Linked DNA regions of Nomascus leucogenys: region 2 is linked to region 1. A link is a contact called in public Hi-C data. All regions are on one chromosome and are shown on one strand. Each heading gives the region's core, a stretch centred on a gene start, on an enhancer-like site or on the middle of the called end of the contact. The rest is flanking DNA. Distances are from core to core; before and after follow the strand shown.

The links. Hi-C and Micro-C count contacts between places; a contact is called where the count stands out from the background.
Region 2: a contact with region 1 is called in a Hi-C map of a lymphoblastoid cell line, with 3 times the contacts expected there. The contact joins the promoter of LOC100593798 here to the promoter of CAPZB in region 1. A contact is called at or near these places in 2 of 4 Hi-C or Micro-C datasets (a lymphoblastoid cell line and an unstated tissue).

The regions. Positions count from the first base shown.
Region 1 is chr24:19,747,942-19,752,182 of Asia_NLE_v1, reverse strand. CAPZB (F-actin-capping protein subunit beta) reads left to right here and starts at 1,754. Exons shown (of 9, transcript XM_030805430.1): 1 at 1,754-1,953. The coding sequence starts at 1,951.
Region 2 is chr24:19,887,698-19,892,255 of Asia_NLE_v1, reverse strand. LOC100593798 (neuroblastoma suppressor of tumorigenicity 1) reads right to left here and starts at 1,791. Exons shown (of 4, transcript XM_012498520.2): 1 at 1,522-1,791.

The DNA.
Region 1 (4,241 bases), core at 505-3,004:
CGGGGGTTTCACCGTGTTAGCCAGAATGCTCTCGATCTCCTGACCCCGTGATCCGCCCACCTAGGCCTCCCAAAGTGCTGGGATTACGGGCGTGAGCCACTGCTCCCGGCCTCGGCTAACTTTTGTATTTTTAGTAGACACGGGGTTTCGCCATGTTGGCCAGGCTGATCTGGAACTCCTGACTTCAAGCGATTGACCACCTCGGCCTCCCAAAGTGCAGAGATTACAGGCGTGAGCCACTGTGCCTGGCCTTGGACACTGTATTTGCCTGGTGGCCGACTGTCTCCCTGACAACACTCAAGCTCCACAACAATGTGGGTTGTTTCGCTCATTGCTGTATTTCCAGAGCCTAGCACAGTGCTTGGCACATAGCAGATGCTCAATAAATATCTACTGCGTGTGCCATTCTCTTCTTTGAATTTCTGTAATACTCATCCGATACCAGTCTTGCGAGAAATACCCGTATGCTTTTTCTGCCAGTGGCTGCCTGTGAAAGCTTTTACTTGTCTATGAGCTCCCTGAGGACAGGGCCCGGCTCAGGGAAACAATTCCTGTCACCTGTGCAGTTTACCATCCCCCTCACAGATCGCCTAATTTGATTTAACCAAAGCAAACAGGCCACGGAGGCAGATATTGTTAGCAATCCAGGTCTCCTGCTACCTAGACTAAGCTCAACAAATATTTGATTGAGAGAGAGAGAGAGAGATTGGGAGACAGAAACTTGAGTCACTGTGGAGCGAGGAAGCCCTTCTGGGCTAATGGAATGGTTCTCTGTAGCACATCCAACAGTACTCATAACAGCTGGCATTTGTTGAACTTAATTTTTTCTTTTTTTTTTTAGACAGTCTTGCTCTGTCGCCAGGCTGGGGTGCAGTGGCGCGATCTTGGCTCACTGCAACCTCTGCCCCCAGGGTTCAAACGATTCTCCTGCCTCAGCCTCCCGAGTAGCTGGGACTATAGGAGCGAACCACCACGCCCAGCTAATTTTTGTATTTTTAGTAGAAACGGGGTTTCACCACGTTGGCCAGGATGGTCTCGATCTCTTGACCTTGGCCCGCCTCGACCTTCCAAAGTGCTGGGATTACAGGCGTGAGCCACCGCGGCCGACCTGTTGAACTTAATTTTCTAATCTTTACCTGTGCCACCCTCACAGCTATTCTGTCTGCAGCTATACCAGCAGGGATCTTTATATCTTATTCATCTGTTATCTTCCGGTGCCTAAACAAGTCCTGGTACATAGTAGGTGCTGAATAAATGGCGTCAGCCCGAGGCTCCTCAATTCGTGCCTGGGCTCAGGTGCAGCCCGGCGCTCCAGATCCCGCGTAGCGAGCGGCAGCGCTGGGCTCCGGCCCCGCCCCCGGCGCGCTCCCCCGGTGCTGGGTTGGGCTGGGCCGGGCCGGTCCGCGCTCGGCGGCAGTTCCGGGTGCGCCCCAGGAGTAAGCGCGTGCACGGGGTGGGGCCCGGAGGGCCGGTCCCCTCCCAGCCCCGGTGCCTTCCGCATCCCCGCCCGCGGGGACTGTGGTGCGCGGTTCCCTCGCCGCCACTCGCTGCTGCAGGCCCAGAGTCGGGCACTGGGCCTCAGACACCGCGGAGACCTTTCCGGCCCCGGCCCGCTCCCCGTGCCTGGGACCCCCGGCAGCCGCGCCGCGCCCCGCCCCGCCGCGCAGGCCCCGCCCCCGCACCCCGTCGGCGCCCGCCTCCCGCGCCGCTCTCCATACTTGGCGATCGCCGCAGCCCCGCGCGCTCATTGGCCGCGAGCTGGCGGCGTGGGGGGCGGGCCCGGGCCGGGCCGGGGCGTGGAAGGAAGGTGGCGGCGGCCTGGCGCGGGGGGAGGGGGGTGCTGACCCGGATGTTCACTCCTGGGCACCCGGGGAAGTGGAAGCGCCGGGCCCTGCTGCGGGGGGGAGAGCCACTGACGCCGGGACCGGGACCGCCGCCGCCGCCGCCACCATGGTAAAGGCCGCACGGCCCCCTGTCCGGCCCGGGGGCCCCTCCGGAGCTCGCGTCCCCCTCCCCCTGCCCATCCCTGGCCCGGGACGGGTGGCTTCCCGGGGTGGGGGAGGGGTGGGGTCTCGAACCCGGGGTGGACCCAGTCCCTCCCCGCCCAGGAGGGTGCCGCCGGCGCGGACGACTTGGGTGGCAGTGACCCTGCCCCCGCTCCCAGCCCCCGCCCTTGGCGCAAGCTGGAGTCCCACTCACCACCTCTGTGTTCAGGCTGGTCTCTCCCATAGCCCAGGCTAGACCCTCCCTCCCGAACAGTGGCCCCAGCCAGGCACCCCCTCGGTGACCCTGGCGTGGGCCCCCTTCCTCCCCCGGTCTAGGGCTAGGACTGCTTTGCCCCGTCTCTCCCGCCCAGGCTAGGCCATCGTTTCTCCCTGCCATGGCCCAGGCTAGGCCGCTGCCTCCCTCTCTCTCTCCCTCCCTTGCCTTCTCCATGGCCTCAGGCTGGACTCCGGTCAGCCCCTTCTGCAGCGGCCTAGGTTTGCTTCCCCTCTTCTCCGTGGCCTCAGCCTGAATCTCCTCTTCCCTCTGTGATCTTAAATCTGGACCTCCTCTCCTCCGCCCATGGCTCCCGTCTGGACCTCACTGCCCCCTCCCCACCCTGATCCCCTTCCCTGGACTTTTCGCCACTCCTAGCGTAACCTGCGTCTGCCACGCTCGGTCCCCGCCCTGATCCTCTCACCAGGGTCCTGCCCCTTGCCCAGTGCACGACTCAGGGTCCCCTTCCCTGTTCCTGGGGCGCGCCTTCTTTGCAGCCTTCGGGAAGCGAGGGGAGCTCTCCATCAGGGATGGGGTGGTCCCGGTGCTGTGCCTTCTCAGTTGCCCCTTCTAGGGAGGCCGCCTAGGAGCCAGCCAGGGAAGGGCGGGCATCGGTGTGCCCAGAAGGCAGCGCGCTGTTCTGCGGGCCCCTCTCGAGGCCGCCGCCGTGGGTGCTGTGCGTGCGAAGCGTTCTGCAGGGCAGGCCGGGGTCCGCGGCGCCCGGGCCTGAGTGGGAGCCGAGGGGCGAGGGTGGGTGGCCCACAGGACAAGGATGAACGCACAATCGCCCTTGTGAGGCCGTGGCCTTGGGAGGCCACCAGGCCCTGGATCCAGTATATGGCCTGGACACGATGCACCCGAGCAGGCGCAGTCTCCCCTTCCCTCTGAACTGTCAGCTTGTAAGGGTTGGAACTGCTGATTATGGAAGTCCCTCGGATCAGGTAAGCAGAACGCCTAGGGAGAGTGCTGGCTCCGCTCGTGGTGTTTGTTTTGGTAAAGAAGGCAGATGCTATCCAGACTTTTGAGGAACCTGGGGTTTCACATAGGCCCCCACAGATAGACCTGCCCTCCTGCCACGTGACCCTTCTGCAGGACAGGCCCAGCACTTAGGTTGGAAGGGCCAGAGAACTTCTTGTGACAGGGTCAAGGGATTTTTGGAGCCTGTTTGGATGTGGACTTTGGGCCTCAAAGTGTTTTGAGGACTATGGTTCCTTGTTTAGTCAAGGGATGTTGCTGCTGAACGAGGGTGAGTAGTTGAGATGGGTTAAGCTTTCTTTTGATGCCTTCCTGTATGCTGATTAAAAACATGGGCAATGCCACTTTTAAGGCCTTCGGATTAGTCCAGTAACTTTGGCTGAAAACTCCTTATTTGGGGAGGTGGGCCTGGCCCCAGGCCTTGATGGAGAACGACTTCTCCAGGGCAGTGTTGGGTGAGGACTTTGAAAGTGGGCTGAAGTTTCCTGAGTGCGCACTCAGGACAAAGTATAAGGCAGGAAGGAAGCAGCGATTCTCACCAGGTGATGGGAAAGTGCCTCAGTCCCCCCAGGAGGAGCACATACACCTGAAGCTTCTCAGGAGTCTTGTACTTGGCTCTCATCTGAAAAGGCTGGAAAGGGTGGAGGAACTGTCTGCCAGTCACTGTGGTGTGCTTCACCTGTACAAGCTGGTTTCATCCACACGAAGCCCTTCTGGGGCTGTCCCCATTTTATAGATGAGGCAGCTGAGGCTCAGGAGGTGGAGTGACTTATTCAGGGTGTTGCTCAGCCAGTGGAGGAACCACCCTTGGTCTGTGGAAGCACATCTGGCAGGCTCTAAACTGTTCTTCCCATTGTACCAAGCTGCTTATATGTCAGAAGGTTTAATGACACTGTTTGAAAAACATAAAATGGGATATTCAAACATGGCAAGGGGGGAGGAGCAGTATTTATCGCCCATGGATTGTATTTTAGATCCTTTGTATAGGAAATCATGTTTATAGTGAA
Region 2 (4,558 bases), core at 542-3,041, 140 kb before region 1:
GGGCCGGGCTGCACATCTGCTCAGCAGAAGTTCCACTGCAGACCTCACCAACAACCCTGCCCGCTCCAGCAGCCTCCGACCCTTGGGGTTGTGGGTGGGGGGAAGCAGCTAAACTCAGCCTGAAATTTCACTTTAAAATAATGAGGCCATATCCCTGGCCGATGCAGAACACCTACTCCCATGTCCACCCCTCCAAAACACAGGCCCGGGAGAGAGGTCCAACTTGCAGGGGTGGGTGGAGAGGGGTGGGGGTCACCCAGGAAACGCTGCAGCCTCGCCTTTTCTTTGGCCCCAACTCAAGCAAACCACGCCCAAGCAGTCCCAGCATCTGGGGGAGTCTAGGGAGGCCCCATTCCGCAGTAACAAAGGGTGAGGGGCTCCTTGTTGACAAATTGCTTCCCTGCCAGTGCTCGCTCTTTGGCCTCCAGACCTGACCTCTGTTTTCCTAGGGTGCCCCTAGTTACAGGCTGGTGGCGTCCAGCTTGGGGAGCGAGGGCCTCCGAAAGCCTGGAACTGTGGCCTTCTCCCTTGATGCCCGCCAACCCCCGGCCACGCCAAGGCAGGCGGCTGCCCCCTTTGCCGCCGCTTGTAAACGATCAGAATTGCCCCGCCCTGGGAGCGGGCCGGGCAGGTGGCCCGCAGCAGGGCCTGTCGTCCAGCCGGCCTCGCGGGGGTGGAATTCTTAAGAAAACTGAGCCCCCGGAAAGGCTGGCTCTCCCTGCCCCAGACTCAATTCCAGGGAGATGACCCGGGCCAGGCCTCGGGGCCGGCGGGAGGCAGGGGGAGGGTTTGGCGCACCCGGTCCAGGAAACTATTCGTGAACCCCGCTGGGGGAAGGCGAGCCTCCGACAGTGGGGGGATTGTCTGGATCGGAGGGCGGGGGGTCAGGGAGACGCGCAGACACAGGGCGAGACCCCCACAGAGGGCAGCGCAGAGACAGAGGGAGAGAAAAGCCAGAGGCAGAGACACAAACGCGGGCAGCCGAACACGGAGGCAGGCGGGGAACGGAAAGAGACGGGCAGACGCGGGGAAAGTGAGCGGCGGAAACGGAGCGACGAAGAGACAGACACACGGACGTGGGGACCGAAGCAGAGGGGGCCGCGGGAGGCGGAAACGTCCAGAGCCGAGAGGCGCGGCGCGGCGCGGCGAGGCCCGGGCACGGCCGGGGGACATGCGAGCCCGGCCCGCCCGGCCACGCATCTCCCTCCCTCGCTCCGTCTCTCTCCCGGCCGCGGAAACTCCGATCGAGAAACGGAATCCCGGGGCGAGTCTGGGGACGGGCTCCGGACGCGGCGGTGCCCCCCGGCCACCCCGTGCCGCGCCCACGTCCCCAGCGCCGGCGTCCGGAGGCGCCCGCCAGGTCCCCCAGGGCTCCTGAGCTCGGCGGCGGCGCCTCCACCCGGTGCCCGCGGCCGCCGGACGCGCCGGGGGACGCAGCTCCGGGCTGGGGGCGCGGCACTGCCCCCGCTGCCGAAGCCTCTGGAAGCCGGGCGCCCGCGTGCCGGCCCGGGCGGGACTTACCGCGCGCGCCCGCCGGGTCCTGCGGAGCTGGGTGCGGGGGTCGCGGGCCCGGGCGCCCCAGGAGGCTCGGCGAGGCAGCCGGCAGGGCTGGGGGCGGCCCCGCGACGCTCGGCTGGGCTGCGCTGCGCGCTGTCTGCGGCCCCGGGCGGGCGCGCGGCGCGGGGGAGCGGCTCCGACGTCAGGGTGGCTCCCTCCAAACAGGGCGCGAGGGCGGGGGCAGCGGGGAGGGCCGCGCGCAGAAAGAGCGGGCGGGCGCGCGCGGCCTCTCCCTCCGGGTGCGCAGGAGGGGGCGCCGCAGCGGCAGGGGCCCCGGGCCCTCTCCCGGCCCGCCCGCCCCGGGCTGAGCTTCGGCGCGCTCCGACGGCGTGGTGGGGCGGCCGGGACGCCTGGCCGGCGCCCGAGAGGCAGGGCAGCCCAGCCGGGCGCCCTGGCCCGTTCTAAAGCGCCCTCCCCGGGTTTCTCTGCGTTTCCACTCTCTCCGCCCGACTTTTACCGAGCCTGGGCCGTCAGGCCGTGCCAGGCCTTGGGGTGACAAAGATGGATGTGTCCTTTTTGTGGGCACCGGGCATTGCAGACTTGCCCCGAGAGTGGGGCGCCCCAGCCCGCCGCGTCCCGGCACCAGGAGTCCCCAGTTCTGCGGTGCACCCCATCCCGTCCGCTCCGGCATGCGACCCGGTTCAAGTCCGTGCTCTTGGTAGCCTGGGTCGCTCAGCCTTGCCTAGTGTTATCCTAGTGTCGCTCTCGGCCCCACGCACTTGGCTTGAGCATCCCGAAAAGCCCCAGGGACTATTAGGAACTAGAAAGCCAGCAAATGAACTCACTTCTGTGACTCCTGGGAAGAGTGGAGCTCCTGGCCCCAGCTTCCAGCCTCACCTCGGGGGTTCCTATCTAATCAGTGGGCACTTGGGTGGATTGCGGCCGTACCTTCTCTATTCTGTGTGCTTAACAACAGGGTGAAAAAATAACTTTGCTTCTGGAAAGTGGTGGCCCAGGACACTGGGACACGATTGTAGGACCTGGGGATTTTGCTTTACAGCATAGTTACTTGTGTCCATGTGTTTTACCTAGCTTGGCTGGAAACTTCCAGATAGACACAGCCCTGCTCGTCTGACTCATGAGGTTGCCGAGCATCCTGGGTGGCTCCTAGTGGCCTGCTGGGAACTCCCTGGTGTACTCCAGCCTACCCGCACCCTCCATACCCAGCCTGCATCTGTGCCTCCTAGCTGTTGCCTGCGCCCTTCCCTCTGCCCAGAATTCCCTTCCCCTCCTTTCATCGCTGGCAAATATTCTTCCAGCACCAGATTGGAAAGTCTTCCCAAGACCCTCTGGGAGCATCTCCCTCCTCCCCTGTGATCCTGGAGCACAGGATGAGAACTTCTGTTCATGTCAATTTCCCTCTAGAGTAGCTGTGTACATCTCTTTCCTCCATTAGACCCTGAGGGCAGGAATCATGTGTTTATTTCAGTGTCTCCATTGCTTATGGACAGGCCAGGTGAGATGTACAATGTATTTGGTTGAATGAAGTTATTATTATTATTATTATTAATTTTGAGACAGAGTTTTGCTCTCGTTGCCCTGGCTGAAATGCAATGGCGTGATCTCGGCTCACTGCAACCTCTGCCTCCCGGGTTCCAGCAATTCACAGCCTCCCGAGTAGCTGGGATTACAGACGCCCACCACCACGCCCAGCTAGTTTTTGTATTTTTAGTAGAGATGGGGTTTTGCCATGTTGCCCAGGCTGGTCTCGAACTCCTGGCCTCAAGTGATCTGCCCGCCGCAGCCTCCCAAAGTGTTGGGATTACAGGCGTGAACCACCAAGCCCAGTGAATAAAGTAATTATTATCCCCCATTGATGTAGCACAGATAGGTCTTCCCTTAATGGTAACTATGACCGTTACAATAGTTCACACATATTGAGCACCTTACCATGTGCCTCATCCCATTGCAAGCTGTTGCCACTCTCACAATAAACCTATGAGGTAAGTATTGTCTCTATTTTAAAAGTGCCAGGTGCGGTGGCTCATGCTTGTAATCCCAGCACTTTGGGAGGCCAAGGCAGGAGGATCACTTGAGGTCAGGAGTTCGAGACCAGCCTGGCCAATATGGTGAAACTCTCTCTCTACTAAAAATACAAAAATCAGCCAGGTGTGGTGGCGTGCACCTGTAGTCCCAGCTAGTCAGGAGGCTGAGGCAGGAGAATCACTTGAACCTGAGAGGCGGAGGTTGCAGTGAGCCAAGATCGCACCACTGCACTCCAGCCTGGGAGACAGAGTGAGGCTCCATCTCAAAAATAAATAAATAAATAAATAAATAAATAAATAAATAAATAAATAAATAAAATAATAAAAGTGAAAAAAATCCCGAGGCTGGAGGATCACTTGATCCCAGGAGTTTGAGGCCACAGTGAGCTATGATTGTGCCACTGTACTCCAGCCTGGACGACATTACAGAAGGCTAATTGTGGAACCTAATGAGCTTGTCACTCCAGCAAGGCCTTGTCTCAAAAAAAAACAAAAAAAAATGAAAAAAGGAATGTCAAGAGAAAGGTTAAGTAACTCGCCTAAAGTCACACAGTAAGAGCCCATGCCAGCTAATGTCTGTTGGATAACCATATATCATGTACTGCAGAAACCAGCCTCACTGCACTGTACACAGTAGACACTCAGGAAATATTTACCATTTTGCAGCCAAAGCTTACCACCGCCATCTTTCATGCAAACCCTGAGCAGGGTGGAAAGAAGTTTTACATTTTGTAAGAATGCACTCCCACATTGCAGAAAGCTAATTGTGGAGCCTGATGAGCTGGTCAGATCACACACAGAGCCAGGAGTAGAAGCCACAACTTCCAGCCAGTGCCCTTGACAGGGCAGCCCACCATCTCTCAAACACGGGGAGGTTCAAGAACAACATCAACCTCCTAATCAGGAACAAAGGGTTTGGAGTTGAGTCACCATCTGTCTGGTGATGACTGATGACTACGGGAAAGCTACAGTGTGGGCAGGGGGCCTGGGAAGTAACTTGGTAGTAATATCTACCC